Linked DNA regions of Sus scrofa: region 2 is linked to region 1. A link is a contact called in public Hi-C data. All regions are on one chromosome and are shown on one strand. Each heading gives the region's core, a stretch centred on a gene start, on an enhancer-like site or on the middle of the called end of the contact. The rest is flanking DNA. Distances are from core to core; before and after follow the strand shown.

Region 1 (6,015 bases), core at 1,687-4,186:
TAGGGAACACGTGCCAGCTTGCGTAACTGATAAATTATAGAAGTAGGTTCCAACCCCGTTTAGTTTTGCCCCTAGTCTGGCATGCTTTCCAGTAGGCCTGTTTAGTGTTCTTTCCATCTAGAAAAAATTATTTATTTATTTATTTTTGTCTTTTTAGGGCTATACCCACCCGAGGCATATGGAGGTTTCCAGGGTAGCCACAGCAACTTGGGATCTGAGTTGCGTCTGCGACCTACACTAGAGCTCATGGCAACGCCACAACAGGAACTCCCTAGAAAAAATTTATCCTGTTCTTCCTTTAACTATAGCTTTTATGAAACAGTCTTACACCCATTAGCAGATTATAAGCTGTCTGAAGGTAGGCTGTCCTGATCTTTCCTATATCTTGGGCAGTGGCTAAGTCAGTGCCTTGCACTGGGGCAAGAACTTAAGAAAAGGTACTGAACTGAAAGTGGGAAATAACCATCACAATGGTGATATGGGAAACAGCAGCTTGGGAGAGAGATTTAGAGAAAGCTTGTAGAGATGGTTTCTGGAGTTCCCTGGTGGTGCAGTGGGTTAAGGATCCAGTGTTTTCACTGAAGGGGCGCTGGTTACTTCTGTGGAGAGGGTTCAGTTCCTGGTCCTGGAATGTCCGTGTGGGCATGACCGAAAAGAAAAAAAGAAAAAGGAAGAGATGGTTTCTGAATTGATCTTGAGGTGATGAAGAGAACTTGGTTAGGCAAAGGGCGTGGTGTGAGGTGGGCCTCAGTGTCATGAGGTTAGGATTGAGTCTTGAACCCATGGACAGAGGCTGGCTTGGGGGGCCTGTATGTTTCTGCATTAGGTTCAGCTGTGAATACTAAGCAAGTCAATTGATTTCTTTGGACGCTGGTTTCCTAATGTGTAAAGTGGGAAAAGTAAGAGTATCTACCATTTGGGACTAATGTGAAGAATAATCAAATAGTATATGTAAAGGATTTAGCACATTGTTTGGACCCCATATGTGTTACCTATTATTAATAGTAAATACGACTAAATTATTATTATTATTTTTATAGCCCAACCCATGGCATATGGAAATTCCCAGGCCAGGGATTGAATCTGAGCTGCAGCTCTGACCTAAGCTACAGCTGCGGCAATGCCGCTGGATCCTTTAACCCAGTGGAGCCAAGAATCCAACCTGCACCTCCACAGTGACCGGAGCTGCTGCAGCTGGATACTTAACCCACTGTGCCACAGTGGGAACTCCTAAAATCTTATTACTAGTACTATGGTCTGAAAGGTCATATGTGCACCAGTCCAACTCTGTGTAAATTATTTATACTCATAGATAATTCCATTGCTGTTGGTAGATTAAAAAACAACATAATTTAAAAGCACTACTAAATTCATAGGGAGACTTTGGCTACTACGATTTTCCTAACCAATGGATTCTAGGACTCCCTGAAGATATTTTAGCCTGTTGAGAAATTCTCAATAGTGGAAAATCTTGGAAACCAAACTGTTGGGAGGCAGGAGAGTGCTAAACATTCTGGGTAGAAGACTAATTTGGCTGAGTCAGAGATTTGGATTTTGGGGATAGGCTAGTGAGAATCCCCGTGCCACTTCCAGGCTTAAATGCCTTTAAGGAATTTAGAAAAATTCCTTCTCTTTCAGTACTTGAGTTTCCTCTTCTCTAAAATGAGGATAACATCATCCTAGGGCTAAAGGAGAGATTAAATTGATACTACATGTAAACCAAGAACTGGTAGATAATGATGGTCGTGTTTGTGAAGCCTTTCTGGAAGGGCCTTGGGTTTTCATCCAGTGCGGCTCCAGTTCTCAAAGTGTGATCCGTTGCAGACTCCGGAGGTGGGGTCGGCGGTCAGTGTTTTTCCAAAGGTGCGCTCACGTTTGAGAACTTGTATTCACAGTCTGGCAGGTAATAGGAAGCCACGGAAAGTTTTTGTCAGTGGAGTGATGTGACACAAATGACCGTTGGGCAGACCATATATTCTTGTTTAATAGGATGAAACTGCCTAACTGCTGCCTGGCTGCCAAAGCTGCCGGAAGCAGCCAGCTTTGATGGATCCTCAGTGATCTCTAGGCACTAAACTTGGGTTAACACTTCTGGCTCCCAATACGGTGCTCACCTTTACTGAGCGAGGTACTCAACACAAGGCAATTAGAGGAGCTGTTTGAGATTCAGTTTCCAGCGAAAGTCTCCGGACCGGGCAGCCAAAACAAATGATGCTCCGTGAATCCCGAACCTAACCAGGTCCTCGGTGTAGCCTGGAAAAGGAGAGAAAGGACAAGGAAACCAGGTAGGGAAACCGGAAATGAGGGTCTTAAGCGACTAGAACCCGGGGGTGGGGGAGGGGATGGGAAGAGCGGGGGCGAGGGCGCCTGGAGGACCCTCCTCCGCGGGGATCGCGGCGGAGCCGGGCGCGGCGGGGCGGGGCTCCGGGAGGGAGGAGTCGGCCGGCCCTGCGCCCGGGGGTCCGGGTCGCTTTGCCTTTGTCGCGGGTGCTGGAAGGGCGTGCTCCCCCTCCCCCGCGCCGCCCCGAGACCCCGGCTCCCGCGCGGCCTTTGTCCGGGCCCCACCCCTGTTGAATATTCACGCCGCGCCGCGGACCCCCCCCCCCGGCCCGGCTCCAGGCGCGAGCGCGCTTCCGCCCGCTTTTCCTGCCGGAGGAGGAAAGGGGGAGCTGTTGGCTCTCCTCAGAATCTCTTTTCGGTGTCCCGTTTCTCCTCCTCCCCGCCGCCACCGCCCCCCGCCCCCCGCCTCGCGCCCGCCTCCGCCTCCGCCTCCTGGTCATCTTTGTCTGGCGGCCTCGCGCTCCGGGCTCCACTCTCGGCGGCGCCGCGGCCCCTGCTCCGGGCCGCTCGTGCAGGCGCGCGGCGGGGCGCGGGGCCGGGGCCTGAGGCGCGGGCGACGCCCGGGGGCCTGCCGGCCGCCCCGGCCATGGAGTGAGCGCCGCCGCCGCCCGCCGCCCGGCGCCCGAGCTTGCTCCCGCCTGCCGCCCCCGGCCGCGCCCGCGGGCCCGCGCCACCCGGCCGGGCCTGCGACTCCGAGAGACACACCAGAGACGAATTGATTGTGGTCGATTTGGGGGTGACGAGAAGGGAAAATGGCGAACGATTCCCCCGCGAAAAGTCTGGTGGACATAGACCTGTCCTCCCTTCGGGTGAGTGGCCGCCGCGGGGCCGGGGGACCGGGAGCGGGGCGCTGGGAGCCGGGAGCGGGGCCGCGCCCTGGCCGGCCGGGCGCTCGGGCGCCGCCGTGGGCAGATCCGCGGGCGCGGCGGCCCCTTTGTCTGCCCGAGTCGGCGTGTGCGGGGTCCGGGGCGTGACCCTCCGCCTGCGCCGCCGCCCGGACCCCGACCCCGCGCGCCCCGGGCCCCTATCGCGGCCCCCAGTTGCCGGCCACCTCGCGCCGGGCGAAGCCCACCTCCTCGGTCACCGCCCTTTCTCTCCCGCTGCCCCGCTTCTTTTATTCATTGTTGTGCTGCTTTCCAACGCTCACCCATCCTCCTCTCTTCCTTAGGATCCGGCTGGGATTTTCGAGCTGGTGGAAGTGGTGGGAAATGGCACCTATGGACAAGTCTATAAGGTCGGTGCAGGCGCCTCCTTTGTTTCCCGGGGACGGGTTGAAACTTCTGATCCGGGGACGACGGGGAGGGTGATTGGACACGCCGCCGCCCGGAGGCTCAGCCGAAGTTGGAAGAGGGGTCCGGCCTCGCCGTCCCGCTGTTTTCAGCAGAGTTTATATTCAGACTGGCCTTAAAAGACCTCATTTCTTGGCTCTCAGATAAGGAAATAAGCTCCACTCTTAGGCATGCACCTTTTTTTTTTTTTCTTTTTCTTTTTTTTTTTTCAAGGAAATGGGAAAGCATTTTTGCATCAATCTACATTTTTTTTTCCCCCCTGTCTCTCCCAAATCTGGCCTTCTGAGTTTGTGTGTTAATTAAAATTCTGGATAGGCAGGCCTCGCCTGTGATTATCCTAAACCACTGCTTTGGCCTCCTTGAGAATCGTCTTCGTGTTTCCTCGTTTGAATCCTGGCCAGGCGCTCAATGAGGAGCAGAGTTTGGTGGTGTTACCTGGGAGTACTCCATAACTACCATACATTCTACTGACGGGTACATGTTTTGGGGAGTCAGGAGGGATGTGTGTTTGGGCAATAGGAGCAGGAAGAATTACAGTGTGAGGATTATGCACTCTAAATTCCAGGAATAACCTGTTTGACAGGTGTGTAATTGAAACAGAAAAGAGGCAGAGCCTCTGAGCAAAGAGGATGCCCAGATTTCACACCCACCCCAGGTCTTTCTCTAACAGCACCCCCTCCCCCCACTTGCCCCCAACAGTAAATGAAACTAACAAATCTGAAGACTTCCTGGACACCAGATATGACTAGCCCTGCTGTTCTGGAAATGAGGGTTAGCTGTAGGTAATTGAGGGGGAAGCCTTGAGAATTTGAAACAAATGTGAAATTCTCCCCAGTCCTGATTTGTTTCTTATTACTGAACAGCTTTCTCAAAGTTATCTGCACTGGGGGTGTTTTGTAGCCTGTTAGAGTGTTGTAGCTGGGTACAAGATTGGGACAGAAAAAAAATATCTTATGAAGCAGGGCTTTGTGGTTGGCTGTGAAGAATTGTCATTGTCTCATTAAAAATGGACAGGGGGGGGAGGGAGTGTGTGTGGGGGGGTTGGAAGCTGACTGTAGACCGTTTTCTTAGGCCAAATTAAGTGTGGATCCTATTGTCTCTTTTCTGCTTTGTGAATAGGGCTTATCTGCTTCTCCAAGGCCTCTCCCCAGCCCTAGCTTCCCCTGGCCTGGGCTGTGTACTGGCCTGGGTTGTGTACTGGCCTGTGGCCTGAACTTGAGTCTGTATTCTTAGGTGATCTCTAGTGAATTAGCATGTGTTTTGTTGGTTAACAGTTGGGGCCTCAGCCAGATTTTTGAATTTGAAAGGGAGCCCTGTTAACGCAGCCCGCTGGGCTCAACTGAATTTGGAAGCCTTTGGAAAATTATGGAAAAGATTGTGTTGCAACTCCCCGAGTGGTCTGCTCACTGGCTTAAAAACATTTTCCGGAGCCCCAGTGTTTGTTTAAGCACCGGTAGTTTTTTTCTAACCCAGTTTTTCTGGCTTAATCTGAGTGTTGAGTGTTGTCTTCCAAGTGAGTTAGCCAGAACTTGTTTTGACCTGGTTACACAGTAGTTGGATTGTTTGTGTCTTCTCGGGTCAAGGTGGGTGTGAGTGCTGGTGAAGTAAATTAGAAGCTGACTGTCCTTTTTTTTTTTTTTTTTTTTTTTTTTTAATCGTTAGAATAAAGAATGAGACCTGAATGTGTCCTCATTGGTTTAAGAGTTAGGAATTCTTTTTTTTTTGGTCTTTTTGCCATTTCTTGGGCCACTCCTGCAGCATATGGAGGTTCCCAGGTTAGGGGTCAAATTGGAGCTGTAGCCACTGGCCTACGCCAGAGCCACAGCAACGCAGGATCCGAGCCGTGTCTGCAACCTACACCACAGCTCAGGGCAATGCTGGATCCTTAACCCACTGAGCAAGGGCAGGGATTGAACCCGCAACCTCGTGGTTCCTAGTCGGATTCGTTAACCACTGCGCCACGACGGGAACTCCCAAGAGTCAGGAATTCTTTATGGGGGCAGTTGGGGCAGGTTCATAGCCAAGGGCTTCCCCTCGTACTTCTCTCTTGTGGTTCCCCTTTTCCCCAAGCTTTTGAGGTACATTTGCTGAGCACGATCTTTGGGAGGTGTTGGGCATGGTGGCAGTGGCACAGTGTCACTACAGTCAGTGTAGCTAAGGAGAAACTCTCATATTATGCAAACCTGAGGAATTAAGAAATCTGTGCATCAGTGGCATGCAATCCGGAGCAAGAGTGCCTGAGGTTTTTTTCTCGCCTGCCCTGCCGTTATTTTATTATTACGGAGAGTTTGAAACTGATGCCAAAGAGAGAGCACCAGTTTAACAGTTACCAGCACGTGATTAATCTGGTTTTGTCTGCCTCCCCTCTCCTCCCATTATCTTAAAG
Region 2 (6,015 bases), core at 2,074-4,573, 430 kb before region 1:
AACCCATAAAAGTATAGCAATTGGAGAACACTCTGTGTAGGGTGAAGAGTTCTCTCTGCCTCCCGGGCCCTGGTGGTTACTGTTTGAGAGCTATCAATATCATTAGTTATAATGATAGCAAGGTGAAATTGTGTCTGTATCCTCCTAAAGAGAATGGGAAACAAGTGATCCACTTTGGAAAGAATTTAAAACAGTTTTGAAACAGGAGGAAAGGGGGCAGGGCACAAACTTTAAAAGAATGGCATCACGGTTGAGGATACCCTAATAATGGGGAGAACTGATTAGACCCAAGATAGCAGAAAGTTGGACTTCCAGGGGACCTTGTACCTCATTATGCGGTCATTGTAATACATTAGCATGCAGAGGACATGCCCACAGGTGCCTTGACAGTGGCCCAATTCCTGAAAATACCCATCCTCTCCCCAGAAATAGCTGGAATAATCCTCCAGCTTGTTAGCCTAGGAAATTACCCAGCCCATAAAAACTTCCACATGCCACAGGCAGCCAAAGCAAAAAAGAGAGAGAAAGAAAAATACAGGCATCTGATAGAGTCTCTTCTGCTAGGCCACACCACTAACCTACCTGAAGCTTCATTCTCCCCTAGAAAAGTAGTCTTAACCACGAATTTCTTGATCAGCACCTGTATGTCCTCTTCATTCCCCAGAGGAAAATGAGGAAACCTGCCACAAAGACCCTGAGCCACAGCAGCCACCTGGAGTACTATAGTGACAATGCCAGGTCCTGAACCCACTGGGCCACCAAGGAACTCCTGTGTTTTTCTTTTTAGCATCATCCTAATTTTGAAAATGCTCCTAAGATAAGAAAAATATTTAGTTGTATTTTTTGTTTTTATTTGGTTTTGGTTTCAGGGGGCTCATAATGTTCAATATTTTGAAATAACTTAGGAAAAAAAACCAATAAAACCTATGCATGCAGGCTAATTGCTGTAACAAACAGACCTCACAAGATTTTTTTTTTTTTTGGCCAGCCCTTGGGATGTGAAAGTTCCTGGGTCAGGGATCGAACCCATACCACAGCTGTAACCAAGGGCCACAAAGGTGACAATCCCAGTTCCTTAACCTCCTGAGCCACAAGGAAACTCCTAGATGTAACAATTGTATTTTATTTATTTATTTATTTATTTATTTTTATGGTTACATTCGTGGCATATGGAAGTTCCCTGTCCAGGGTTTGAATCCAAGCCACAGCTGCAGCAACGCTGAATCCTTTAGCCCACTTCACTGGGCGAAGTATCGAACCCACACCTCCACAGCAACCTGAGCTGCTGCAGTCTAATTTTTTTTTTTTTTTTTAATGGCTGTACCTGCAGCATATGGAGGTTCTTGGGCCAGGGGTCAAATTGGAACTTCAGCCACAGCAAGATTGGATCTGAGCTGCATCTGAAACCTACACTGCAGCTTACGGCAATGCCAGATCCTTAACCCACTGAATGGGTTGGGGGATCGAACCTGCATCCTCACAGAAACAATGTCAGGTCCTTAACCCACTGAGCCATGGTGGGAGCTACTTCAGTAGCATTACTAACCCACTGCATCACAAGGGCGCTCCCTAACCTCACAATTTTAGATGGCTCAAACACAATAAAATTTATTTACTATAATAAAAAAAATGATAGTATTTTCACGATAATTTGAATCAGTTTCCCAAGAATCCAAGCATTAGCAAGTTAAATCTGGTGCTGTTAGTTAATTGGCAGGGCTTTTCCAGGGGGAGATCTAACAGTAAATTGAAGAAGTCTTTGGAATATGCATTTTGATGGCCTAGCAATTTCTCTTTATTCAATTTTACTTTCAAATTAAGGTGGCGCTCAACTAGGTAACTTTTTTTTTTTTTGTCTTTTTAGGGCCACACCCGCGGCATATGGAGGTTCCCAGGCAAGGGGTCAAATCAGAGCTGCAGCTGCTGGCCTACACCACAGCCACAGCCACAGCCACAGCAACGTGGGAGCTGAACTTCGTCTGTGACCTACACCACAGCTCACAGAAACACTGGATCCTTAACCCCTGAGGGAAGCCAGGGATGGAATACGCAACCTCATGGTTCCTAGTAGAATTTGTTTCCGCTGCGCCACAACACTGAGCTGCTATCATTTTTTTCAGCATAGACTGGATTTCTGCAACTGGCCTGGTGGGAATTGCTAGTTGAAATCCTTGTAGGGTTTTGTAGGTCTAGGGAGGAACCTTGCAAGTCTGGGACCAGCCACTTGGTGGGTCCCAGCCTGGAGTGCACACTAGTCACCTGGGCAGATGTTTTTGCTTTTTAAAAATTTTACTAGGGCTGCACCTGTGGCGTATGTAGGTTCCCAGGCTAGGGGTCGAATCCGAGCTGTAGCTGCTGGCCTATGCCACGGCCACAGCAACATCAGATCCGAGCCACATTTGTGACCTACACCACAGCTCACGGCAACCCTGGATCCTTAACCCAGGGATTAAGGATCGAGGCCAGGGATTGAACCAGCATCCTAATGGATGCTAGTCAGATTCGTTTCCCCTGAGCCAGGACAGGACCTCTGTTTTTGCTTTTTGTTTGTTCATACCTGGCCATTAGGGCCAGGATTTGTAAAGGATTCCTGGAAACTTCCAGTGCACAGCTAAGGCCCAGAATGAGCGACCTAGGGCAGACTAGGTAAGAAGTTGCAAAGCAGGAGTTCCCTCGCGGTGCAGTGGGTTAAGGATCAGGCGTGGAGTAGGTTTGGTTCCTGGCTTGGGAATTTTTGTTTGCCACAGCGCAGCCAAAGAAAAAGTTGCACAACAATTTTGTATATAAATGTTTATTGTTAAGTTTCCAGAGATCTTGTTAAAATAGCCATGTACATGTGCAGTATGATTCCATTTCTTTAAAAAGGAGTGTAAGTCTAAAAATTAACTTTGCTTATGAGAAACATGTTATCCTTATCTGCACTTAAAGTTTTAGCATGACCATCCATGTGTGTTATATTAAAAAAGATTTCATATTCTAACATGCATTTTTCCAAACAAATAACACCGTCCTTTATTGAGACCGTTCGTTCCCGCACTGCCCAGGGGGGTCCTGGGGGCTGAACTCTTGAAGGAGGACAGGCAGACTATGCCGCAGCGGGGGGGCTATGGCACCGCTTGACTCCCACAGCGCGAGACCCGGCCGGGCCCCTCCCTCAGGCCCCGCCCCCATTTCCGGCGCTTTGCCCCGCCCACCCAGCGTCTGGGGATCTTCTCCCTGGCCCGGCACCAGCAGCCTCGCTCTGGCTCCGCGCTGCCCTTTCCGCGGCCGGCTGGTTTCTCGGTGTGTTTTGTTTGCGACGCTGTCGTGCAACAGCGCGCTTTACGGCCGCAGGGACGGAGCGAGCCGGCGCCAGGGCCACTCTGGCCGGGGAGCAGGGCGGGCGGGTGAGGTTGATGCCCGGCGGCGGGGCGAGCGCGGCGTCTGGCCGGCTTTTCACCGCCGCAGAGCAAAGAGGGACCCGGGAAGGGGCGGGGTCGGCGTCCAGGTGCGGCCCGGGGGTCTCCGGCTCCGGCAGCGGCAGAGGCGGAGCGGGCGTCCCCGGGCCGGGGAGTGGAGGCCCGGGGGGCCCTGCGGGCAGGATGAGCCTGACCCCGAAGGAACTCTCGAGCCTGCTGAGCATTATCTCGGAGGAGGCGGGCGGCGGCAGCACCTTCGAGGGCCTGTCTACCGCATTCCACCACTACTTCAGCAAGGCCGACCACTTCCGCCTGGGCTCGGTGCTGGTCATGCTGCTGCAGCAGCCAGACCTGCTGCCCAGCGCGGCGCAGCGCCTCACGGCGCTCTATTTGCTCTGGGAGATGTACCGCACCGAACCGCTCGCCGCCAACCCCTTCGCCGCCAGCTTCGCGCATCTGCTCAACCCCGCGCCGCCCGCCCGCGGCGGCCAGGAACCCGACCGGCCGCCGCTCTCAGGTACGCCCGGGGCCAGGTGTGCGTCGCCGAGGGTGAGATTGGCAGCTTCTCGGCCTTCACCCGCACTTGAAACTGATTGTTGCCTTTTGAGATTCCCTACCCCCCACCCCTTCCACCAAGTATGAAGAAGTAACAGCTTCATGGCGCCGAAAATTATCCCTCCCAACAATGCAGGTGGTCCAATCACGCAGCGTAATATGGGGCTTGATGGTTTAGCGCCTCAGATAAAATTTGTTCTCGTCAAGCCCGTCGGAGGTGTGTGAAGTTGTAAGTAATGACACACTGGATCTGCCCCCGGCTTTTAGTCTCAGACGAGTCAATTAGGAGTCATTCAGAACCTGAGGAAGTTGAGCGGAAACACATTTAACAGCGTTTAAGGACATCACAGCCACCTTCTTCTTGCTGTTAGGTCTTTGGGTAATGCGATGGGGGCGGAGGAGAGAAAGTCTCAAATTCACGGCCTAGGTTAGAAAACCCAAGGCTGTTGGACATGATGTGAAAGTTATGCTCGGTCAACTTCCGTGAAGATCGGTGGGTTTGATAGGAGGCTGCCTTTTTAAAAAAAAAAAAAAAACTCCAGAGATGCTTTATGAGACTTGAATTTGGGAGAAGACCTAAACCGGGCGAGGGGAAAGGCCCAGAAGAGATGGTGGTGAGGGTACCTGGAAGACTTAGTCAAGGACCAGTGTAGGGGGTGAGGCAGGTAGAGAGGTGGGAAGCAGCTTGATGGTAGGGTCCTTCAGCGGTGGTAAGACAGGCAGATCACTCCTTAGGTAGGGGGCTGCTATATAGGGAGCCAAGAGGTAAAGGCAGCCGGTTTTGAGTAAATACCAGAGGATTTCCTTGCAGGTGAGGGCTTCCACATTTTAAGATGGTCGTTTTTCCCGCTGCCCACTCCTCTGGATCTTAAGCATCTTCTGGTTGGTTTCCTGCACTGCCCTTGACCTAAGAGGAGTAACCTTTGTATTCCTTGAGGTGTCTGTGGGGTGGGGTGGGGAATGGTACTAAACCTGACTTTCAGGGAGTTTAAGAATGCCCAGAAAGTGGTTTTAATGTGTGTATTCGTCAAACCCACCACCCAAGATGGATGGGGGACAGTTTGGGATTTGGGTTGGGCGCTTTGAATTCTGTAGTCTGGGGTCAAGCCAAGGAACCGTAACCGTCATTCTCAATTGTGATGATTCCAAACCTAGATCTAGGCCGTAGACTGTGTTGTAAACACAAATCTGCCAGGGAAGGAATTCATGGGATTGGTTATTTTGCTGCTGTGCCTCATTTTCCTCATCCGTAAATTGCAGATAATTCTTAGCTGGTAGAGTTAGTATGAGGGGTAAGGGTATCTGCGGTAAGTGTTGTCCATTATTATCATTACTAGGTAGGGATGGTGCTTAAATACCCAACAGGGGGACTGCTGCTGCAGGCTTATTATATTTCACCTCAGGGGGAGCACCTAATGAGTATATGTTTTGAAAGTTTTTCAGATGATTCTGATGCAGAGCCAAGGTTGAGAATGTACCTGGAAGTAAGTAGGATGGCTTCCTTGCACTCTGTCAGGTTGAGACCAGACATAACTGTAGCCCCATGTGGTTAAGGCTGTACCAGATGTCTCACCCACAGGGCCTCAAGGCCCAGGAGCTCGTGTCTGTGCAGCTGGAGAGGCTTTACGAGGGAGCGATGTTTTTGCTGGATATTGATGGTGGGGAGAGAAGCACGTGGTCCTCTCAGGTATTTTTAAGGAGTTGGGTGTATTGGGTGTTTTGAAATAGGAATCAGGGAAGCTGAAAGATTTTGTGCACCTGAATCGTGGAACTCACAGATGGAGAGAAGTTCAGGAGATGAGATGAGGAAAGTGGGTTGGGACCAGATTACGAAAGTCCTACACTGGTGCCAACGTTTGAGTTTAATTCTCTGTAAATAGGTTAAGTATTGTGAGCAGATTTGTACCTAGAAATATAACCAAATGGTAAGTGGGGGTGTGGACTGTGGGTGGTGAATAGTCTGGCCACCCCTCTGCCTGAGAGGGAGGGAGGACAGACGGATGAGGCCCGGTGAGCAGGTGACTGTGGCAAGGGAGGGCCGCTGGGCTTGGCGCTGTGGGAA

Evidence for each region. Hi-C and Micro-C count contacts between places; a contact is called where the count stands out from the background.
Region 2: a Hi-C map of liver shows a contact between it and region 1, with 4 times the contacts expected there. The contact joins the promoter of CNOT11 here to the promoter of MAP4K4 in region 1. A contact is called at or near these places in 1 of 5 promoter capture datasets (fetal liver) and 1 of 47 Hi-C or Micro-C datasets (liver).

What each region holds. Positions count from the first base shown.
Region 1 is chr3:52,646,401-52,652,415 of Sscrofa11.1, reverse strand. It overlaps MAP4K4 (mitogen-activated protein kinase kinase kinase kinase 4), which reads left to right and starts at 2,936. Exons shown (of 29, transcript XM_021087163.1): 1 at 2,936-3,149; 2 at 3,509-3,574. The coding sequence starts at 3,093. It overlaps LOC106509759 (a long non-coding RNA gene), which reads right to left and starts at 3,771. Exons shown (of 3, transcript XR_001307587.2): 1 at 3,488-3,771; 2 at 2,115-2,253; 3 at 447-625.
Region 2 is chr3:53,078,623-53,084,637 of Sscrofa11.1, reverse strand. CNOT11 (CCR4-NOT transcription complex subunit 11) reads left to right here and starts at 3,323. Exons shown (of 7, transcript XM_003124884.6): 1 at 3,323-3,915. The coding sequence starts at 3,396.